Linked DNA regions of Mus musculus: region 2 is linked to region 1. Evidence: chromatin contacts called from public promoter capture Hi-C data. All regions are on one chromosome and are shown on one strand. The core of a region is the stretch at or near the end of the contact, and the rest is flanking DNA. Distances in the headings are between cores, read along the strand shown.

Region 1 (6,003 bases), core at 1,483-3,982:
TTCAAGGGATCACTGAGCTTGAAGACAAAGCAGCAGAACCACGGGGAGTCAGAGCACAGTGCTCCCCCCACTCACCCAGTCAGAGCACAGTGCTCCCCCGACCCAGCCAGGGCACATTGCTCCCCCCCAACCCAGCCAGAGCACATTGCTGCCCCCCACAACCCAGCCAGAGCACAGTGCCCCCCCACAACCCAGCCAGAGCACAGTGCTCCCCTCCCCACAACCCAGCCAGAGCACAGTGCTCCCCCAACCCATCCAGAGGCAGAGGACACAAAGAGAGGGTACACGCGAAGACACCTGCTTCCACTTTGCAAATGGGGGCTTTAGTGCCTGGCATCCTGGCTCTTGTCCAGTGGGCCACTCCATGGCTGTGTGTCTGAAGGTCAGAGAGATCCAAGAGGGGACAAACAGTGTGCAGGTTAACGGGGGGGGGGGGTATCTGGAAGCCTCATGGATGGAGACACTGCTGAAGAGATACAGAGAGCGGGCTCAGGCTGGGGTCAGGTGCCAAGGGGGCACCTATGCAAAAGGCTTGAGAAAAGAGAATGAAAGTGAGCCACCTGTTTCCCTGCCAGCGCCTTGCTGGCTGTGACTTGAGACAGCATAAGGCAAAGAAAGGAGTGGGGGAGGGTGCTGGCCCCCAAACTGGAGAAGACAGGCCTCACAGAGGTGCCAGACAAAGGAGCCCATTCTGGGTAACCCACCAGGCTGGTGTCCTAATGGCCCAATCTGGTTTGCTTTTTTTTTTTTTTTTTTTTTTTTGCTTCTTTGTTTTTAAGATTTGGATCAAGCTCCTGTCTAGGCCTCCTTCACTCACGTTTCCAGCCCAAGCAGGTGGCATCTGAGGGTGTCCTAGGACTGAGAGAGCCACAGTCCTTTACCAGTATTACAGGCTGCTGGCAGCTGGGCTAGTAAGTGACTAACAGTGACTCCTTTGGGATTCTCTGGACCCATCCAAATCTTTTGTCTTCACCCCAGGCTTTCGCCCTCTCTCCACACAGCTGGGCCTGGACTCTGGACTCCTCCTCCCTCTCCCGGGCTGTGTCTCCCCTCTCCCGGACTGTGTCTCTGTTTTTTAAGATTGCTTGGTACTCCTCTTGAGCACCTGCCACCCCAGGCCAAGGGCTCTCTGAACCCCAATTACACGGCAGCCCACTGGAGCAGGCCTGATGTCCCAGCAGTGTACCAGTTGTCGTTTGTAAAAGACAAACTGGTGTCTTACACACACACACACACACACACACACACACACGCCTTGCTCTCTGTCTCTGAGAATGCCACACCTTGGTGGCTTCGTACCACACTCTGTGTTCCTTTCTCTCGCTCTCTCCCCAGATCCAGTCAGTCAGGGGTCCCACTGAGGACACATGCTAAATTCTTCTCAGATCTGCCTAATACTTGCCCAAGCTCAGGCCTTCTGAAAGGTTCCATAAGAGACAAGAGCTTTTTAGCTGTGCGTGACAAGCTTACTTCTTAAGCTGAAGAAAAAGACTGAGAATATTGGCTCACAGGACTTAAAGGTTGAGGGCTCCCCTCTGTTGTGGCTGGATCCAGAGATGGAGCCATGTTGAGGGAGCCCAGGCTCAGTGCTTTGCTGTTTGTTGGCAGTCAGAGTAGTGGGCTCTAAGTTCCTCATATCACGGAGAACAGGGAGAGCAGCCTTCCCTACAGATGCAAACAGCTTCATGGACTGTGACTGGCTTGCACTACTGCCCCTAGTCACCCAGGTTGCTCGGCAGGCCTGGACGTCCTCTGAAGACACCCCCCTCCCCAAGGTGTGGGGGTCTACTCCGGGCATGTGCTCAGCTCCGTGGCTTGGCATCACCTAGACCACAGGCCCTGGGTAGGCAGGAGATGGAAGACATCCATGCCTCTGTTCAGGTGGGCAAGCTGTCCCAGAAACGGATGCCAGAGGAAACAGCCAACCCTGCTTGAGTCAGGAACGAGCTAGCAGTGAACAGGAAGCTGCGAAGGTCTGCCGAGTGAGAGCACCATGGATTACAGTTTACACAACACACACAGTCATCACTAGTACCAGTCCTAAGCAGGTGTGGGAGTCACTGTGTTGTGTGCGCTATCTACTCAGTGCAGAACTTGGCTCCTGTGTGTCTGCACAGTGGGCTCTCCTGCTCAATGCCAGAAATAACCAGATCAGACCTGCCCCTGGACCCCAGGCCCCTTACTCTCCCCTGTGCACAGGGGGTGGGAGAGTTCTGAGTCACCTTAGAGTTGACTTTAGGATGGAACCCAACCCACATACTGGGCCTGGGATTCAGGCTTTTCCTGGGTCTAGGGAGCCAAGTTCTTCCTGTGAATATTAAAGGGGAGGAGAGGGGGCAGGACTCTGACATTCCGAATTCTCTCCCATGCAGACCCCATCCTGGTGAATGATTAAAGGGGTTCCCTGAGAAGCCCTTTGAATCAGCACCTCCCTCATTGCAACTCCAAGAGCCTCTGACCCGCTCCTTGATAAGTGGATTGCCTACCTAGCTAAGTGTTATCTTGCAATTTTTTTTTCTGTCAGGGACTTTCACAGTTCCTTCTGAAGCATCAGGCCTGCTCAAGGCATCAGGTGGGTAAACACTTGTCTAAACCTGATGTGTTCAAGATATCTGGCTGTCTAGTCCTTACGAAGAGAAGAAAAATGGGGACCCTGGGTTGAATGTTTGTATGGAGGACACAATTCCTGGGCGATGCCTGTGGCCGTGGCCTGAGAAGTTGACTGTCCTGGAGTGCCCCCTGCTGGCCACAGTGACAAATGGCACCTCCAGGGCGCAGGCCTGGGTTGGGTGGACAGAGCCTCAAGGAGCTGGCTGGCTGCAGGCCTGCTCTGCTCTGTAAGTCTGAGGACTTCCAGGCCTGCCGAGCGAGCTATCATCCTGGGCATGGGTAGTGCAGCTCAGAGGAGAGGCCAGGACCAAAAGCCTCTGCTCACAGAAATTTGAAAATGATGTTTTTCTTTCTGTTGTCAGCAGAGAGAATGCGTCTGCCCACTGGGAAATGCCTGAGCCTCTTTGGACATGTCCTTGTCCTCTTCCCGGGTTTTGTTTGCCCTCCTGTAAGATGGGGCTGAGACCTGCCGATCACAGCACCAACTGAGTGGGATCCGCCAGATGTAGGATACAGCACACTTTGGTGTGTTCCTCCAGAGCCTACAAGTGTGCTGTCTCAGCTACGAACACAGACTGACTGGGAGTGTGGCTCAGTGACAGAGAATATGCCTACCATTCACCAGGCCCCAGGTTCCTGTGGCCACCCTGTCTTGTGGCTCAGATAGAAAGAATTCTGGGGCGCTGGGCAGGAAGGGGAACCGTCAGCCATTATGGGACACTCTCTTTCTAGCTGAGCCCTGGCTAAGGAGAGTCAGGGACTCAAAGTTGGGAACTGTGTGACCCAGTGCCAGCAATCCCTGGGGCGTCTCAGACTTTCCTCCCTGATACACGCTGGGCTTTTGAAGTAGATTTCTGGAGCAGCTCTCTGAACCCCAAATCCTGAGGACCACTGCAAGCCAGTAGCACTCCTCAGCTACTTCTCTGACCCTTACTCCCCTGCTTCATCCCTCCCACAATGAACACAGCCCCATAGCTTCTACTTTTCCAGAAGGCTGCAGAGACATCCACTCTTACCCCTCTTTGAAGCTGTGAAAACCTTCAGCCCTTGCTTGTCATTAGCGGAGTCAGGACCAGCACCCCACACACGTATGTACCGTGTCCCCGACTGCTCCTCCACTCTGCTTCTGCTCACACACCAGCTTGAGGAGACATAAATGTGAGGCGACGTATGTGCCTCATGGTTCTATTAATAGCAGCCAAGTTTTTATTTGATTTTTCTGAGACAGTCTCAAACTCCTAGTCTGAAATTATCCTCTCAGCTCAGCCATCTGAGTAGCTGGGCCCACAGGCACACGTCATGGTGTCTAACTTTAGTTTTTTTTTAAATAGTGAAAGGAGTCCGGTGAAATTAATTCAATATTATTTTTTATTTTGCACAACATTTTAAAAATGTTACCATTTAAGCACGCGGGACCAAAATGATTAAAGGTAACCTAACAGCCTGAAGTCCTTTGTATACAGCAAGGCTGTAAGATCCCGGCGTGTACAGCACGTTCATTCATATACACACATCTCATTCAGATAGGCCACACTCTGTGTGAACAGAAGCAGATGTTAGTGGTCATCTTATAAGGAACAGAGAGCTAGAACCTTCTCTGGCTGCTTCAGCTACCTGCAGCTCCCCTCCTTCCTTCCCTCCCTCCCTCCCTCCCTCCCTCCCTCCCTCCCTCCCTCCCTCCCTCCCTCTAAGAGCTCAGGGTGTGAGCTGCTTGCTGCACGCATTTCTGAGGAGTCCATGAGGGATTCAGACTGTGTCCAAGCCCCTGCCAGTCTGAGAACCTGGGCCAAGACTGGGAAAGTCCGCAGGTGACTGGTAAGGTTTTTGTAAAGCTGCATTTTATTGATTGATTGATTGATTGATTGATTGAGACAGGTTCTCACAATGTGTCCCTGGCTGGCCTGGAACTCACCATGTAGACCAGGCCAGGCTGGCTTTGAAGTCACAGAGATGCACCTGCCTCTGCTTCCCTGAGTTCTGGGCACACGAATCTGATTTTAAGGTATGCTCCACACTGTAAGATTATTTCCCTCTCAACGCTGGGCTGTAAAACCTATCACCACCCTATCCTCCTTCTACCTCTTTGACCTGATGGTCAAAATAGAAAATAGTGGTTGCTTTTTAAGGCAAAATTAAAGGGTGGCAGCCCTGTGCACTTGAGATACAAAAATATAAACCAACCTGGCGTATGAACCCCAGGGCCCCAGTGTCTGCTGTCAGGATGCCTCTAAAATGAAAACCCAATAGCCTGCTTCTTAGGGACCTTCACTGCCCCAGGAGAGTCCAAAGCCCAAGTCTCACGAGCTGTCAAAACCCAAGGGGACCCCTACTTACCAGCTGTCACATATATTTTTCTCTAAGAGGAGCAAACCACATGCCCCTCCCTTCCTGCCCCTTAAATTCCTCAGTAAAGCCAGGCTGCTTTCTGCCTCTGGTTCCCAGCTTCCCCTGACCTGTCACAGGCGAGCGGATGCCTCACCCTGTCCCAAGTTAACTGGAATGTCACGTCTGGCAGGAATCCTCACTAGCTTCTGTCAGAGTCAGCCACACCTCAGGAGTCAACAGTTCCATCTAACCCCTCCAGTGGGGGTAGAGGAAGGCAGTATGTCTCAGGTACGGGCCAGGAGGGTGTGCAGGGACCCCAACAGCATAACCACTAAGGTAGGGACTGAGATCGGGCCATTCCCTACAGTGATTTCTAAACAGCTGCACTGAGGTATAACACACACAAGAAAACTAATCTAGGGCTGGTGAGATGGCTCAGTGGGTAAGAGTACCCGACTGCTCTTCCAAAGGTCCAGTGTTCAAGTCCCAGCAACCACATGGTGGCTCACAACCATCCGTAACAAGATCTGACGCCCTCTTCTGGTGTGTCTGAAGACAGCTACAGTGTACTTACATATAATAAATGGATAAATCTTTAAAAAAAAAAAAAGAAAGAAAGAAAACTAATCTATTCAGTGCTGTTTGAGAAGCCCAACAGGGTCACCCCACACCACAAATGTGTTTTCACTATCCTCAATATGCCTCGGTCTCTCTATAACTCAGTCTCTTACCCACCTTGGCTTTGACTGCACTGGTCTCTCTGCCCTAGACTATCTCTTTGCAGACTATCCCAGGCTTAGGGATGTAACACAGACAGTTGGTTCGGTTGCTTGTTCAGCACGCACAAGGTCTTGAGTCTGCTCCACAGAACCACATAAACCCAGCATCATTGCATATGAGGAGGATCGGAAGTTCAAAGCTATCCTTACCCACATAGCAAATTCAAGGTCAGGCTGGGCGACAAGAAACCCTATCTCGAAACAAAAACAACCAGCAAACAAACACAGTCTTCTGGGTTTGGCCTCTGTAGTGTAGCATAAGGGCTTTCAGATGCACGGACAGCGGGAC
Region 2 (6,003 bases), core at 1,925-4,424, 290 kb before region 1:
ATCCTGTCTCTACCCAACACCTCCCATTTCTGAGACTATAGGTACACACCATTAAGCTTTATTTTTTAGATATGGGTGCTGGGAATTGAACTCAGGTCTTCCTGTAAGCACTTTACCGACTGAGCCATCTCTGCAGTCCCAAGTCTTGGCCTCTGTCAAAAGCCTTCAGTCAGATGTGAGAGTTCCGGGCCTATAAGCTTTCTTACTTGAGAAGTAGTAGGCAAACAGATCAAAAGCTCAAGATATGGGCAACTTGATGAGGTCCTGTCTCAAAATTTAAATAAATAAACAAATAATAGAGGGCTGAGGATGGGGCTTAGCAGGCGATCGTTTGCCTGGTATGCATAGTGACCTGAGTTCAATCCCCAGTACTAATGATAAAACAGCAGCAACAAGAAAACCTTTAGAGAGGCCCCGCTGACCCAAACAGCACTCTGTCTGATCAAGCTCCTGTCGGCCACTCAGCACTCAGGACTCTGCTCGTGGATGAGGAAAGGTCTTGAGTCCTGAGCTCAAGGGAGGAGGAATTCGCTTCTTCTCTGACGGTAAAGAATGATAAATAGCGTGCTGTTCCTTTTCTCTCCTTTTCAGTATCAACTCCCCACACCCACTCCAGCAAGCCTTCTTGTCCTTCAGCCTTAGCTCCATGTCCCACAGGCTCTGTCTTCCCTCTGTCTTTGTGTTGCTTCCTTCTCTTTTTAGCTGGAAGGCACTTGGCCTGGCAGTACAGGAGGTCCTTATCTCTCGACACTTGTCATCTTCAAGAGAGACCTTAGTGTATAAGTGTGTTACTGGTCTGTTAATTCAGGCATGGGGCGCTAGAGTGTGAGTGTAGGGAGCCAGGACAAACTCCAGTGTGAGCCCTCCCTCACCTTGTGCTTGCTGAGACAGCTTTGGGGATTCTGTCTACTTCCATCTCCTTGTCAGAGTGCTCTAGAGTTACAGACATATGAGCTGCAGTGTGTGGCTTTTACATGGGTTCTGGGGACCTGAACTCAGGGTATTAGGCTTGTGCAGCACGTGTTACCTGGTGAGCCATCTCTCCACCCCCACCCCACCCCTTTTAGAGACAGAACTTCACTGTATAGTCCAGCGGCCTCAAACTTGCTGTCTTCCTGCCCAAGCCACCTAAATGCTAGGATAACAGGCATGCCCCTTGATATTAGTCTGTGTTTCTATTGGACATCTCTTGGAGTTCAGTCAGGTCTGGATAACAGTCTTATAAAAGCAGCTGTCTTTTTTTTTTTTTTTTTTTTTTTTTTTGGACTTACTGTGAGACCAGAGCTGTGCAGAGAAGACCTGGAATTTTTCTGTTTAATGTAGACAGTTTTTAATGCATTTCCCTTTGGGCCCAGGTCTACTTGACCCCATACACTGTAGTGATCTTAGACTGAACAGATGCTGACTCTGAGAAGCAGCATGAAGGAGCCGAAGTGCACAGGTAGTCAGCTGGGTACCCATCCCTTCTGAAGGCCGGAGGGTCACCTCCGTTTCCTCCTGAGACACTCACAATCCCTCCAGGCTGTAATGTAGCTGGTGCCTTCAGCACCACACAGACACAGTACGTGTGTGGGCACTGGCTTGGCAGAGCTAGTTTTGATGGTAGCAGAAGTGAGTGTGTAGTGTTCTAAGTGCCTAGCCCTAAAACACCCTGACCCTTCCAGGTGTATTCTACCGTACCTCCCCCACAGGGCTGGCCAGGATGTTTAAGGACAGTGCCTGGCACTTCGTTGGCACTCAGCATGTGCTGATTTTTCTTGTTCTAGAAGATTTTTGGTTCATGGGTAAACCAGCCAATAGAATCCAGTTCTTTTAGCTCCACTTGAATCTAGGCTCTGTCCAGAAAACACAAGATGCATCTCTGTTGGGCCCTGTCCAATCTTGTGAATCATACCAACTTTCAAGTTTGAGCTCAGAGAAGATTGGAATTTGAGGCCAAAGAAGGCAAAATATTTCCCTTTCCCATTCGTGTTAAGTTCTTCAGTGATGGGTAATGGAAACAGATGGCTGTGGGTTCAAACACAGGCTCTATCCCTACCTACCTGCCTGTTTGCATCACAGACGACTTTTGCAATGGGTAGATGGGCCAGAACCCCAGCTCCGAATGATGATGTTAGTTACGCAGCCAAGCACAGGCCACATCCTTACTTATTAGATGGGGAAATAATCTTCCTTTGCAGGGCTGTAAGGACTAGAGACTAATGCATGGAGATATAAACTGACTGCCTGGCAGCACAGGAGGGAAAGGTCTGCAGCCACTTTAACCAGAGCCCTTTAGGGTCTCGGCAGTTTAGGTGGCCAAGTGGTTCCACATTTGATTTATTATCTTTATCCCTCTCCGAGAGCCAAGTAGGTCCTGCCCAAAGGCCACAGCACGTAGAAGACAGGTTTGTTTCACAGCAGAGGTGCCAAGTAGCACCCAAACCCAGTCTCACCCGCCTTTCCACCACGAAGCCCTTGGCGCCAAACAGTGTTGCTTCAGCTGCTAGTACTTAATGTGCCTGTGCTTGGAACCATTTTCAGCTCCTGGGAGCAATATGGAGTGCTCCCTGCTCAGTCCCTTGCTTTCTCCGCGACTAGAACCTGTGTGCTTGAAGACTCCGGTCCAGTTTAACTCTCCTTCAAGGTTCACCAAGTTGTGGGCCCAGGGCCAGTGGAGTGAGGGTGGATGGTGGGGAGGAGAAGGAGGAATTTTGACAGGAAGGGGTCCAGAAGGGTCTTGGCTGACGCAGCATTAGCCATGCTCCGGACCCTAGGGTGGGAGAGGGAACAGGGAAGGTACTTGTGCCCGGGAAGGTTGCAAACTCCTTGAGGAAGAAGCTGAGCGCGGAGGAACTGGAAGGAAGGAGCCCTCTCGGTTCTCCTCAGGTGCGGGGGGCCTGCCTGGGTGCGGTCCCAGCCCGCAGGCTGGCAGGCGGAGGTGGTGCGCTGGAGGCACCCGGTGTTGGGGGCGTGGTGCTGCGGCCGGCCGGGGCGGCGGCGCGAGCTCCCGGGAAGTGGGCCCCCCGCCAAGCCCGGCGCCGTGGGCTCGGCCCTCCCTCTCGGCGCCCAGCGGGACCCTGCGCCTGTGTCGGGAGAGGCCGGCGTCCGGCAGATGCACGCGGGGCGGGGGCCGGGGGAGAGGCGGGGAGAGAGAACCCACAACAAAACTTGGCTCGCTGCGCCCACGGCTCGACTTGAATGACAGGAGCCGGCGCCCGCGGAGCGCAGCGGACACCCGCGAGCCTGTTCCGCCCACGGCGCGGCGCGCAGCGGCAGGTAGGACGCGGGCAGCCGGTGAGCCGAGGGACCACGGGCCACCGGCTGCGCCCGGGCAGCTCTCTCTGACATCCCGCCGTGCTCCCACTGCCACAGCCGCGATAGGGGAGGATCGCCGTATCCCACCCTGTCGGGCGGACCCCGCGCAAGGGGCACGGTTAGGCACACCTCCATATGGGGTGGCGGCCCCCCTGCGGGATCCGGAGCAAGGGGCAGGGGACCCTTTTTTTACTCGATATTCAGTCCCTGCCTTCGGGCTCCTCCCGCTGCGCACATCTGGAAAGAATCTGCGAGCGGATGGGGAGGGGAGGTGGAGGCACACGGGCGGGTGACAGGGACTGTGGGGGCAGGTGGAACTGGGAAGGGGCCTGAACCTCTGCACCGAGAACTGGGACCCAGGGCATCCTGCGTCTTTTCACGTCAGTTTGTCGGGGGCTTCACCGAGTCCAACACCGACCTCTTTACATACAGAAACAAGCACAGAAAGGCAGATATCAGTCCCCAGGGAGCCAGGGCAGGTGAGGCGCACAGTCAAGCAGCGGAACTTGGTTTCGGCAGTTTAGGTGCAGTCTAACTAACACAGGGCACTGCACTCCGACCATTCCGTCTAGGCAGCTGCTTCCAGCGGAACACAGAAAGGGACAGGGCAAGGAGCACGGTCGTCCCCAGGTTGTGTGGGTCTCAGAACCACTATCAGCCTGGTGCAGGGTGGGGGTTGGGGTGGACCGGGATGGGTGAGTTGGAATAGCTGACCTGCAGTCAGGTGGAAGAAGGGGGTGGGGTCGGCTTGGGATTCCAGTGCTGGGGCCCCGGGTTGGGAGGCAGCTGCTGCTGAAGAAGGCGTGCAGGGAGGGCTGTCGCCCAGGCTAGGATGCAGGTGTGCAAGAGGTGGCAGGAGGATGAGCATTAGCAGCCTGCATGTCTGCTGGGGGAGGTGCAACCGCGCTCTGCCTGGCACGAAGAGGCACCTGGTCTGCTGGGCAGACCCCTGGGTAGGCCTTTCCTTCTCCACCTCTCCCTTTTGCCCTGGAAAAGCCCAAATGACCAGATCCCGGGCTCACAGGGCGAACACCACTGGGAAGGGCCCGGGCTGCTCTGGAAAAAGTCATCAATGACTGGTCTGGGGCTTCTGCCCCCTTCCGTACACTCTCGGAGCCCTTGGCCCAGTCTTCGGTGTGTAAGGTAAGAAGTGTCAGATGTCAGAGTCAATGACCTGTGCACCATGAGAGCTACTCTTTGTCCCTTCCGTCTGAATCCTGGGTAGGAGGTGGCACCTGTAGGCTTGTTGGAGCCATACAAAGAGTGTTGATCATGACTTATTGGAACCCTGACGACCCTCTATCACTAACGTCCTGCCATGGTGGTTGATGCCCTCGGCAAGCTGTGCTTTCACAGCCAATTTCTATTCCCCGTTTACATGCTTCAACACACCTGCCTCTTTCCTGCCACTACTCCACACCTTGTCCATGGTTTCCACCCGCTTTGTTCACTTGGGGGAACTCCTACTCAGCCTTCAAGAGCAGCTTGGGGCTATGAGCAGAAGATAACCATTAGTCCTAGTCTTAACTTTAATTGATTAATTAATTAATCTATTTATTTATTTACTTATTGTGTGTGTGTGTGTTCATATGTGCACGCCACACAGCGTGTGTGGGAGTCAGAGGACAACTTGCCAGAATTGGTTGTCTCCTGCTCCTCCGTGGGTCCTGGGATTGAACTTCTGGTTATCAGGCTTGGAGGCAGGCCACTAACCATGACTGGCTGGGCCATCGTGCCCTTGCTTTCCTCCTTTTTAATTGTGTGTTTGTGTGTGCAGGTGCTGGCAAGGGCCAGTGGCATCAGATCCCCCAGAGCTGGGGTTACAGGTGGTTGTGAGTCATCCCAGAGAGTGCTGGGCTCAGTCTTCTGTGAGCAGAGCACTGCTCTTAACAGGTGGGCCATCTCTCCTGTTCCTGACACACACATACACTCTCTCTCTCTCTCTCTCTCTCTCTCTCTCTCTCTCTCAACACAGTTATAAAACAGTTACATTATAAAACAAAAAACAAATTATTTGTACAGGACATGGAGGCGCATGCCTTTAATCGCAGTGCAGCAGGGAATCTGAACAGATGATATTGTAGGCCTTTCTCCTCTGCCTTTCACAAATTCGTTCCACTCCTGGAATCAGGGGAGGCTCAGCCTACCCTTAAAGGACAGAGCCAAGACCTCTGGGCCGAGGGCTCTTGAGGAGTCTGAGATTTCTGAGGTGGGCAGCAGTAGGGACCATTTGCCCTCGAGTTTCCAGCTTGCAAATTAGGAGCATAGTTTATGCCTAGTCCTGAGCCTTCTATTGCTCCATCAAGCTAGAGCCCAGAAGAGAGTCGGAGCTCGGTGAGTGTTCACTGCACTGAGTGCAGGAGGTAGTGCTGGGGTCTGAGCATCTGCTCCAAGCCTCATCCATTCTTCCTTTCTTGCTCTGGAATCCAAGCTTTCCATCCGAGCACCAGCACTGTTCCCTCTTTGTCCCTTGCACAGTCTTGCCCACAGTCCTCTTCATGTCAGCAGCTCCTTATCTTCCAGAAACAAGGTCCATACTCCATGGGTAACTTGTTCTGGACCTGTGGCCATTGTGCCTGCTTGTGTTGTTCCCAGTTCCCACATGCCACAGTCTGGTGAGCTCTGTGGAGTTTTCCACATAGACTCTTTGGTCCCCGGGCCTTCCTAAACACACCCTGGTGCACTGCGATTAAAGGCATGCGCCTC

Evidence for each region. Promoter capture Hi-C pulls out the DNA fragments that hold promoters and counts their contacts.
Region 2: a contact with region 1 is called in a promoter capture Hi-C map of stem cell-derived epiblast-like cells, with 2.9 times the contacts expected there. The contact joins the promoter of Podn here to the enhancer-like site in region 1. A contact is called at or near these places in 5 of 39 promoter capture datasets (embryonic stem cells, hippocampal neurons, liver and 1 more) and 5 of 484 Hi-C or Micro-C datasets (cortical neurons and embryonic stem cells).

What each region holds. Positions count from the first base shown.
Region 1 is chr4:107,734,855-107,740,857 of GRCm38.p6, reverse strand. The region is part of intron 3 of 1700047F07Rik (a long non-coding RNA gene); the gene reads right to left. Among named protein-coding and RNA genes, the nearest start is that of Gm12907, 21 kb to the left of the region's middle. Within about 2 kb of position 2,732, at least 57 of the 459 cell types and tissues checked have an H3K27ac peak or open chromatin away from gene starts, as enhancers often do. A contact at or near this core is called in cortical neurons, hippocampal neurons and stem cell-derived epiblast-like cells, where this site is marked.
Region 2 is chr4:108,029,125-108,035,127 of GRCm38.p6, reverse strand. It overlaps Podn (podocan), which reads left to right and starts at 3,174. Exons shown (of 13, transcript NM_172874.4): 1 at 3,174-3,258; 2 at 5,075-5,190.